2 separate regions of the Sus scrofa genome follow, and region 1 is linked to region 2. The links are chromatin contacts, called in public HiChIP or PLAC-seq maps. All regions are on one chromosome and are shown on one strand. The core of a region is the stretch at or near the end of the contact, and the rest is flanking DNA. Distances in the headings are between cores, read along the strand shown.

The links. HiChIP or PLAC-seq counts read pairs in DNA pulled down with a chosen protein or histone mark.
Region 1: a contact with region 2 is called in an H3K27ac HiChIP or PLAC-seq map of alveolar macrophages. The contact joins the enhancer-like site here to the promoter of RABGAP1L in region 2. A contact is called at or near these places in 1 of 5 promoter capture datasets (liver), 5 of 47 Hi-C or Micro-C datasets (alveolar macrophages, embryonic fibroblasts, fibroblasts and 2 more) and 1 of 2 datasets of contacts at active chromatin or transcription factors (alveolar macrophages).

The regions. Positions count from the first base shown.
Region 1 is chr9:116,451,612-116,457,466 of Sscrofa11.1, reverse strand. All of the region lies in intron 1 of RABGAP1L (rab GTPase-activating protein 1-like), which reads right to left. Among named protein-coding and RNA genes, the nearest start is that of RABGAP1L, 52 kb to the right of the region's middle. Within about 2 kb of position 1,951, at least 1 of the 83 cell types and tissues checked has an H3K27ac peak or open chromatin away from gene starts, as enhancers often do. A contact at or near this core is called in alveolar macrophages, where this site is marked.
Region 2 is chr9:116,400,573-116,406,157 of Sscrofa11.1, reverse strand. It overlaps RABGAP1L (rab GTPase-activating protein 1-like), which reads right to left and starts at 3,740. Exons shown (of 26, transcript XM_021102607.1): 1 at 3,548-3,740.

The sequences.
Region 1 (5,855 bases), core at 702-3,201, 53 kb before region 2:
CTTTTGCTGTATAGTAGAAAATTGACACAACACTGTAAACCAGCTATAATGGAAAAAAATAAAAATCATTTTAAAAAAAATCATAAGTTCTTTCTAGCCCAGTGTGTCCATGGGAAAGTCATCTCACTTCCATGAACATACTGGTTTCTTTAGCTGAAAAATAAGGGGTTTCACTAGTTGTTCTCCAAGATGGCAAGGCTCTAAAAAAATTTACACATCATTTATTTTCTGAATATACCTGTAGATGAAGAAGAAACAGAATACAGATGAAAAGTCTGAGGCACAGAGAAATTAAATAATTCCTCTAATAAAGTACAGAGCAGAAGTAGAATTTATAAATCCTCAGTTAAGAAATCTTATTTACTAGCATATTACTTTTCTAAGGGCTGGCAGCATTACACTATTACAAACATTTTCAGCCAATTATATCTTCTGCCCTCACATAATACACTCAATGAAAGTAAACCAAAATACAACACCAAGCAGAATTAAGAAAGAAAAGGAGTGAATTAACGTTTACTGTGTATTTCCTACATAAGTGGAACTACGTTAACAGAAGAAATGGTCATTACCAATTTGTTGCGTCTAGTATAGAGAGACCCAAAGAAGTAACCAAAACTTCAACTTGGCAACCAGACATGGTTCCTGATGCCAAAGGAAAGAAAAGGGATTTCCCTGCTGCCCTCTTCAACTATTTGAGCTGCACAAGAATCAGCAGTTAGGAAGCCTCAATCATTGTCCAAGAAGATACAACACCAACACAACTAAGGAACTGAAGTAAAATGATTTTTAAAGAATGTTTTTTTTTCCTATTAAAGCCTACAATCAAAGATCTGATTTCTGTCTCTGAAGCACAGAATCTTCTGGGTGTACTAGAACACTGAGTATTTCTGAGATATGCCTGGCTTAACACCTTCTTACTCATGAGAAGAAATTTAAATATACAGTACCCAAAAGCTTCTTGGCATATGATGTGCATGTATGTTTGTCTGTGTGTATGCATTTGTATCTGCCTAGTTCTTCAGAACTAATGATCCATATCAAAGAGTTAGAATTCATCGACATCCCTCAAATAAACTAGGTTTCAAAAAAATGCATTTTCCTTGGTTTGGTAGAATTTCTAACAAAGGGATTACATACATTTCTATACATTTCGTACTACTTTCTAATTTTTTCGGTAAAATGATTCAGTAGGATGCTTATGAGAAAAGTTAAGAAATGTGAAAAAAAGTTTTGCAATGCTTAAAAAATGGTACCTTCTGGAGTTCCTGTTGTGGCTCAGCAGTAATGAACCTGTCTAGTATCCCTGAAGACACAGGTCAATCCCTGGCCTAGCTCATTGGGTTAAGGATCCTGCATTGCTGTGAGCTGTGGTGTAGGTCATAGATGTGGCCAGATCCCATGTTGCTGTGGCTGTGGCATAGGCCAACAGCTACAGCTCTGATCCAACCCCTGGCCTGGGAACTTCCATATGCCACAGGTGAGGCCCTAAAAAGACAAAAAAAAAATTTTTTTTTTTTTTTTTTTTTTGTCTTTTTGCTATTTCTTGGGCCGCTCCTGCGGCATATGGAGGTTCCCAGGCTAGGGGTCAAATCGGAGCCATAGCCACCAGCCTACGCCAGAGCCATAGCAACGCAGGATCCGAGCCGTGTCTGCAACCTACACCACAGCTCACGGCAATGCCGGATCGTTAACCCACTGAGCAAGGGCAGGGACCGAACCCGCAACCTCATGGTTCCTAGTCGGATTCGTTAACCACTGCGCCACGACGGGAACTCCCCAATTTTTTTTTAATTTTAAAAAAAGGAAGCTTCCAAATTCTACTACACAAAAACAAAGAAATACAAAAAACCACCAAGAATAATTTGAAGAAGCTAGTATATAGGAAATTTCATGACATGTACCTAAAATTTCATAACTACATAGTTTCTATGAAATCATATAAGGTCATATGACAAAGCAAAGGGGAAAAGGATCTTGCTGAGATGAAAACTATATAAACTACAAACTGAGTCACTGTGCAATGGGAAAATAGTCCAAAGTAAAAACCATTCTAGAACTGCTTTATACTTTGCAAGGTTTCACTCTCACAAGACAAATAAAACCCAAGAGTATTTTACATAGTTAGAAGAAAAAATTATTCAATGGCCTCATAACCATTTCTATTGAATACCCCACCTAAAGAATGTTTTTAAATGCTTTCTGATGTTTTAAACAGGAAAAGCGTAATAAAATACAAAGCATCAGAAATCCAGTATGTGACAGCTTCTCATGTTTCTAAATCTGCATGTTGATGCCCATCTTCGATTTGTCATGCCTTTGAATCCTAAGTTACAAGCCACAACAGACTTGTTGCCATACTGAGAGCAGAGATTGGAATATTAGAGCCTTGGGGTCTCCAAGAGCATTCACACAGACTCCAATTAGTTTTTTAAAAAACTGTTGCTGCTGAAGATGAACACATTACTTAACAGGCAGTTATAAGGTAGGCTCCAACTGGATGGCCTAGACAGATTTCAAACTCAACATATTCAAAAATCAATACTTTAAATCTTTCCCCCCATCAGCCTAATAGCCAACCCACACCACCCTCCTGCAGACTTTTTTCTTTCTTTCTTTTTTTTTGGTCTTTTGTCTTTTTAGGGCCACACCTGTGGCATATGGCGGTTACCAGCCTAGGGTAACCTGAATCAGAGCTGTAGCCGCCAGCCACAGCCACAGCCACAGCCACAGCCACAGCCACAGCAATGTGGGATCAGAGCCACATCTGTGACCTACACCGCAGCTCACAGCAATGCAGGATCCTTAACCCACTGAGTGAAGCCAGGGATCGAACACGCATCCTCATGGATACCAGTAGGGTTTGTTAACCACTGAGCCATGACGGGAACTCCCAGACTTTCTCATCCTGATTGAGGGCAACTCCATCCTTCTAGTTACTCCAGTAAAAAGTACTGCTCAGGCTACTACTTTCTTTCTCACCTTCCTCAATCAATCAACCTCTGTCTCTCCCTCCCTCTCTCTTTACCCCCACCCACACCCTGACTTTACAGCTATAATGTAAGAAAATTCCTTTGGCTCTACCTTCAAATCACATCCAGAAATTATCCGCTTTTTATCACTACCACTGCCACTACCCAGTTCTAGCCACCATCATCTCTCATCAAGATTATTCTACAAGCTGCCTAAATAATCTCTCTGCGTCTTTACTTGTTCCCTGTAGTCTATTTTCAAAAACACAAAGAATGGTCTTTTTAATGTAGTTATTACCGGCCCTCTGATCAGAACCCTCCAATGGCTCCCCCATTTCACTCATAATAAAAGCCAAAAGGGGAGTCATGGCGCAGTGGTTAGAAAATCCGACTAGGAACCATGAAGTTGTAGGTTCGATCCCTGGCCTTGCTCAGTGGGTTAAGGATCCAACGTTGCCTGAGCTATAGTGTATGTCACAGATGCGCCTCAGATCCCATGTTGCTGTGGCTCTGGCGTAGGCCAGTAGCTACAGCTCTGATTAGACCCCTAGCCTGGGAACCTCCATATGCCTGCCGCGAGAATGGCCCAAGAAATGGCAAAAAGACAAAAAAAAAAAAAAAAAAAAAAAAAAAAGGCCAAATGACCTTCGAAGTCATTACACGCCTGTACTAAAAACTCACCCTTCCTCACTACTTCCCCCTCCCCATCTTACATTTATTACTTATCCCCTACAATTCTCTGCCTGGTTGACTCGACTCCATCCATCTAAAACAATCTCCTTACTTTCTCTCAAACAACCACGGCACACTTGCTGTGCTGTGAACACTCTTCTCCCAGATGTCTGCTTGGTTAACCCTTTAGTCCCCTGTTCATATCTTGCCTCAAATCTCATCTTCTTCTGAGACTTACCCTGATTACCTTATCTGTCTGCTTTTCCACCACCAACTTCCAATCCCCCTTTATCCTACTCTACTTACTCTTTTTTCCAGAACACTTATTTTCTAACACAATCTAATTTACTTTTGTATTACACTTAATGTTTATTGCCTGTCTCCCTCACTAGAATACAGCATCTTCAAAGGCAAGAATCTTTGTCTTATTCACTGATGTAAACCAAGCACCTAGAACTACGTCTGGCACATAGAAGACAGGTAAATATTTGCTGAACAAATGAAAGAGTGCCCAAGATGAGTAAGGTCAGTTCCTAAAACTAGTATCCTTCACCTTGATCAGGACTTTGTCTCTAAAGGGACAGGATAAGAGTACTGATGGTCTCTTTCACTGGATAAGTAGCCAGCACGCACTCTTGACATTATATAGAATTTCCATGGGTTTATGATATAATGACGTAACTAGAAAACAGAGTAAATTAAAATGTTAGACACTTCCTCACTGAATTTCCCATTTATGCAAAAAAAAATGAGAACACTGGCTAGAGAGTTAATCACATTAAGAAGTTGGTATTTTTGTGAGTGTGAATATAGATGGTATCGTTACGAGGAAGTCCTTATCTTAACAATACATAGTGAAGTATTTACAGGTTAAATCACATGATATCTGAGATGTGCTTAATATAATCATAGGGGAAAGCACAGGGGAAACTAGATTGTCATCAATTTAAATTTGATAAATTGGGAAAAGTCATAGGAATATTTACATCATTTACCCTGATTTTCTATATGTTTAGACACTGCCAAAATAAAAATATAAAAGCAAAGTAATCATAGCATGGAAAGTAAGTTTAAAAACACAAAAACAAAAGTCTACATTTCCTTTAGCATCTAACACATTATGCGGCATCTAAATAATAAATGAATGATGGAGAATAAAGTACATGTCAAAATTAACCAACAGTTCCTATAAACTCCATAATGACAAGAGCAGATTAAAATGAAATTGAATGACCAAAGTGAGGCCCTCCTTCAGAGTCAAAAAAAAAAAAAAAAAAAAAAAAAAAAGGACATGCAAAGTGGTGGTCACAGTAACCTCAAATTTGTATGGATGACTGGATCAGAATGAGGAACACAGTGAAAAGACTTTTTACCTTTTTTCAAGATAAAAGGCATTGCACTATATTCCATAAAGGTCAATTATATAAATGCAAAATATAATCAATGAGAACAAGAGAAGGTGGCTGAAGTTTTATGTACCATATAACACTGCAGCATATTAGAAATCCAAGGATCAATTAGACTGGAAAACAAATAGAGCAGGAGACCAACACTGTCTCAATCCCAGAAAGATCTAGTAAATAAAAAAAAAATTTAAGGCATAGAAATTTTAAATCTTAAAATTATTAGAGTTTCCATTGTGGCTTAGCAGTAACAAACCCAACTAGCATCCATGAGGATGCGGGTTCCATCCCTGGCTCAGTAGGTTAAGGATCCAGCATTGCCTTGAGCTGTGCTATAGGCTGCAGACATGGCTTGGATCTAATGTGGCTGTGGCTGTGACATATGCTGGCAGCTGCAGCTCAGATTCAACCCCTAGCCTGAGAACTTCCATATGCCATGGATAAGACCCTAAAAAAAAAAAAATACTATGGTAACAAACTATATATAATAAAACTTGTATTCCTCAAAACATAACTTGTACCACTGGAAGCACCTTCAACAATCTCCCCAGATGATTAAATCTACTCAAGTAAAACAGTAGCCTAACTGAAAGCTTCCCATCTAGCTCATGTACAGATAAATGTTTGGTTTTTTAATTCCATTTAAGTAACCGGAGATAAAAATCAAATGGACTCAGTACAAAAAAGATAAAATTTTCCCATCAGGAAGAGAAATAAAGTTATTTATTCCAGCTTACTCTGCTAATTTGCCAAAGAGTAAGAGGTGATGTACATGTTTCACATTCTAGGAATACCAGATTGTGAGCTA
Region 2 (5,585 bases), core at 2,491-4,990:
AGGAGAAGGGAAGTTTCTTGAATATATTTTTGGCTGTACTATGTCTAGCACAACAACACAGTCTGTAACCAGATTTTTCATGAGTGTTATAAAGAATTTTGTTTTCTATTTTTAAGGTTATTTAGAAAACAAGAAGGCTCAGAATTTCAAACTGACTAATAACTTTACTCCAAATATAATTCCAAATCAAGTGAATATATACCTAGAAATTTCCCAGGAAAATCCCCCAAAATTACACCAAAAAAAAAAAAAGAAAGAAAGAAAAGATGACAAAAAGGAGTCAGCATAAACACCAACTCACTATACTCAAACAGTTATGGCATCTTATCTGTTGAACGACTACAATATGGAAAGTAAAAGAAGTATGAAAAAGAGATTGTTGAGATACAAGTTCTGCTTAATTCCATTAACTATTCCTAATTAGGGTCCACTGCTAATCACATATTTACATGCAATTTCAAACACTGATCATAAAGTGAAATTTATTCACCACTCTGAAAAGCTGAGAATCAAGGCAAGTAATGTCTTTCTCCATGGTCACAATACTAAACCTCTCCTTAAAAACCTCTCCTTATGTTTTACCATAAGTCAGGCTCAAGTCTATACTTTGTTTGCCTCCATGATCGCTGGTAGCAAAAGCTCACCAAAAGACTACCGCCATAAGAAAATTTGGAGCTGTCCATGCCGTACCAGAGGCTGGACAAGCCTTGGGCCGCTGGTCATACTCAGATCCACTGTCTGATCTATTTACATAAAGCAAGAGTTATATACATGTAGTAACTCATTAAAACTTGTGAGACACAGCAAAAAAGCTCTTGTGCCTGGGAATCCTAAAGCCTATAGTGTCTGTGTCGTTCTCCAAACACCCTCTATCCAGCCATAATCATCTCTACACCGCTTCAAGACAATGGCAAGCTAGACTGTAGAGCCAGTTCTTTTCCCTCAATACAAGAAAATTTTGTGGAGTTCCCGTCGTGGCTCAGCGGTTAGCAAACCCGACTAGCATCCATGAGAATGCAGGTTCGATACCGGCCCTCGCTTATCGGGTTAAGAATCTGGCGTTGCCGTGAGCTGTGGTGTAGGTTGCAGACTCAGCTCAGATCCAGTGGCTCTGGCGTAGGCCGGTGGCTACAGTTCCCATTACACCTCTAGCCTGGGAAACTCTATGTGCCGTGGCTGTGGTACTAAAAGACAAAAAAAAGTTTTGCTACTTAGCTTCTCCTCTCTTCAAAGCTAACCTCTAGAAGCCTGGCTATCCTCAACTAATACTATTTTTACTTGGCGCAACAGAATTCCTTCTTTTGACTACTCCAAAAGAATGGATAAAAGGACTATCAGTTTTAATGCTGAATCAACTGAGTTCAAATGAATATACAGTAATTAAACAAGTTCAAATTTGGGTTAAGGCAAAAAAAATTTTAATTATAAGTTTTTAGAAGCCACAAATTTAGAATTGGTGAGCTAATAAACATGAAAACCCCTGTTTCACATACCCAATGAAATTCTGTTATTCAAATAAAAAACATTACAACTCATAGAGTGAAAAGAAAATGATCTGAATTACAAAACAATTAGCAAAAATTATCAGAACATCGTAATTATAATGTATAACATTCCCATCAAATAACTCAGGCCAAAAAAAAAAGTTATAAACTTAGTCACACCTTTTAAGGTTGATTCCTTCACTTACTTCATGTCCCAATAACATTGGGGACCTTGTTTCTAGCTTTCCAGAATACAATATTGGCTATATAATACATTCACATATAAACACTGCCCAACTACATCCATTCCTCCCCACATGACTTGGTGTGGGTAATATCAGGGCACATTATTGCCTGGCTTAATAGAGACACCACACTTTTTTTTTTCTTTTCTGTCTTTTTGTCATTTCTTGGGCCGCTCCCTCGGCATATGGAGGTTCCCAGGCTAGGGGTCTAACCGGACCTACGCCAGAGCCACAGCAGCGTGGGATCCGAGCCACGTCTGCAACCTACACCACAGCTCATGACAATGCCGGATCGTTAACCCACTGAGCAAGGCCAGGGATCAAACCCACAACCTCATAGTTCCCAGTCGGATTCGTTAACCACTGAGCCACAAAGGGAACTCCAATAGAGACACGACTCTAACTCAAGAGTCTCAACTCACCCCCCCAACCACTGAGTGTTTAATATAATATGATGATAATGTATACATTAAATTTATCTGGTCTTTCTCCTTTGTAATTTCATTGTCAGTTTCACATAAGACTCTGTTGAGATAATGAATCACAGGCCAGTTTTCCAGTACTGGCAACTTGTGCACCAATATTTTCCATGGACAAAATCCACTTCCAATTTGCCCACAAGCAAACTTCATGTTTGTATCTTCTGACATCAGACTATTGGATATACTACAAAAGTGCAACAGAAGCCACACATAAACACTCATGAGAAAAGTCAGAAGGCTTTCGTGATAATTATGTTTTCAGAATTCTAACAGGCAACTACCTACTTCCCTCCATGTACAAGAAAATGTAAATGTATTTTTAAAAATCCCTTAAGTTTCCAGTACCAAACATTCAGACCCTGAAATCAGTTTCCAGACAGCACTGAAATCTGTCAGGCAAGCAAAAGTTCTCCTTACCATTAGCAATAATGAGGATGGCATTTCTCATTACTTACATGAAACCCTCAAGTCTGCAAGTGACCATCTAATTTTGGTACATTTCTAAGATAATCCTATCTGAGTGTACAAGGAGAATACACAAGCACCTGGACCCAGAAACAGACCCTGTCAGACCAGTCCCCTAACACCCGGCCACCTCCTGCTAGCCGGTGGCCCCTTTCCACATGCTGACGCACTGCCCAGCCCTGCACCGTTGGCGACCAGTGCAAAGTACTAGCCCAGTCTCAGAAACTTTGACTCAGTTATCAGGACACTGAGCACATACAACCTGGACAGGGGTTGTTTGACATGGCCAGGCGGTCAACTTTGAAGCGGGGCATTTCTTGCAGGTAGAGATCTGCCCAGGACGCAGCCCATCCCAGACTGCAAAACCACAAGCATCAACAGCAAGAGCGGAGCAAAGTGCCGCCGGGCGGAGACAGGCGGAGCGCGAGGGCGAGACCAGGTCAAGAACACATGTCTGAATGTGGGTAAGAAAATCCTAACCACTCGCCCCCGGACGTGGGGCTGCTGGGACTTCGAACCCGGCAGCAGCCACAGTGCAGCAGCGGGCGGCAGCGGCGGAGGCGGCGACAATGTCAGGAGGGCACAGCTGAAAGCGAGCACCCGTCACCACCCGCCCCAGGTGAGGGGCGCCGACCCAGCCTGCCGCCTGCCTGCTCGGGCCGCGGGGGGCGGCCACCGGGAGAACGGCGATGTCGGGGAAGCGACCGACAATCCTAAACCCTCCTCCCGAGTCCTCTCGCATCCCGTCCCGGGCCCGGCCCCCACCACAATCCTCCTCCGGCTCAGCCCCAGGGACAACACCCCCAGCCGGGCCGGCGGCTCCGGGCCGCCCGTCCGCCCACCGGCCCCTAGGAGGCCGCCCTCGCCTCACCTCCTCACGTCTCCGCGGACAGGGCCGGAACAACTCTACCAGGCGCTCGAGTCCCACCCGCCGCCCCGCGCTCTGCGGCCGGGCCCGTCCCGTTCACTCCACAGCCGCCGGAGCCCTAGGAGGGCGGAGGGAGTAAGGCGGAGGGAGCGGAGTGGGGAGGGGAGGAGGACCGCCCGGCAGGAAGAGGCGAGGGAGGGGCGGGCCGAGAAGGAGGAGGAGGGTCGGGAGCGCGCGCGTCCGGGCCCCTCGGCGCGGCGTGCGCGCTCCTGAGGGCAGAAGCACCTCCTCTGCTCAGGGCGGTGGGCGCGCATGCGCACACATGTCTCCGCCTGGCCGAGATTTCGCTGGTGCAGGGGAGAGAAGAGCTGGCAGACCTGGGTTGTTAGGGGTAGGGACCTGGAAAGCGGCAAGAGGCGCTCGCCGCGCTTCAGAGCCTTCCGGAGAGATAACTGCGCCCGTGAACCAGCCCGTGCTGGCTCGAGCCCCGAGCGACCTGGGCCGAGTTTCTGCCCAGAAGTTACTGAGCTCTTAGATAATTCTGAGTTTAAGGCAGTTGTGTTCTTGCTCATAAAGCCTGGTTTACAAATATTTTCAGTCTTAATGTCCCGTAATCCTCAGAGAAGTCAATTTAAAGAATGCTACCTTTTCTCACCAGTTTCTTGTCTTCGCCTCTTTCAGTGTCTTGTGTACTTAGGAAGCACCACCTTGCTGGTTCGTTTTGTGGGACTCCGGGGAGACTGAATAAGAAAATATCCTGCGAGTAAGGAACTGGAAACATGTATTTATGAAGAAAATGTACCCTCATTTGCACCTTTTTATCCTTTAGGGTAATAAATTGGGGGTACAAACTATTAAAGATAAAAATAAGCCAACTCGTTTTCATCTACTAGTATTTACTGATCCTTCAACTCTGAACATCCTCCTTCCTAGATCCTGCAGCCAGAAATGACCAGGAAATTTTCCAAATTTCCTCAGCACTTTGTTACTATACATTTGTGTCACCTAATATATTCAGCTTTCTCTAGGGAAATCTGTGCAAAATTTTCTCCCACTAGAGAATCTTTGAGAACCTGCTTCATTCATTTTTAATCTTCCATCATGCCTAGTATAGTGTCTGACCCATAGAAACTACTCCATAAATGTTATCATACACTGAAGCCAGAGTTAAGTGCAGGTCCAATGGTTTCCGTTCTAGAATGGCTTCTTTGGTTTAAAATTCTCCCTTTGTCCCACTTCATTTCTCCTGTACTCATTTCCCTACCTAAGTCCAAAAGCCACCCTGAGAAATGTGTCATTTGTCCAAAGAGCCTTCTCAAATTCTACACATGCACACACACACCTACCTTTTTCCTAATTTAAATGTCTGTAGATGCCAGGACATATCAAGAATATCACATCTATTTTGTGTTTCCCCCACCTTGCCAGAAAGTCCTTTAACCTCCTGAGAGTCTACCTAGCTCTGGACCTCAATAAATGCTAAACTTTTGATATTTAATAAAGTTAAGGTTAGAATAACTCAATTCATCTGTGTTTATTAATAAATAAGCCAACAAGTAGATTCTAAGTCTCTGCTAAATAAATTACTATTAAACTTAACTCTGGGCACCATAAGAAAGACAACAGATGAAAAAGACATAGTTTCTGCCTTCTGATACCTGCTAACTGAAAAAAGCTTTCTGGCAAAAAGGGCAACACTCTTGGGAGTTCCCGTCGTGGCTCGGTGGAAACCAATCTGACTAGTATCCATGAGGACGCAGGTTCAATCCCTGGCCTCCATCAGTGGGTTAGGGATCCGGCGTTGCTGAGATCTATGGTGTAGGTCACAGACATGGCTGTGGCTGTGGCATAGGCCGGCAGCTACAGCTCCAATTGGACCCCTGGCCTGGGAACCTCCACATGCTGAGGGAGTGTCTCTAAAAAGAGAAAAAAAAAAAAAGGAAAAGGGCAATACTCTTATAATTATCTACACTCAATAAGAACCTTAGCTCCCAGAAAAGGAAATATATGTTTAAATCATAAGTCCAAAATAAGTTTAGTG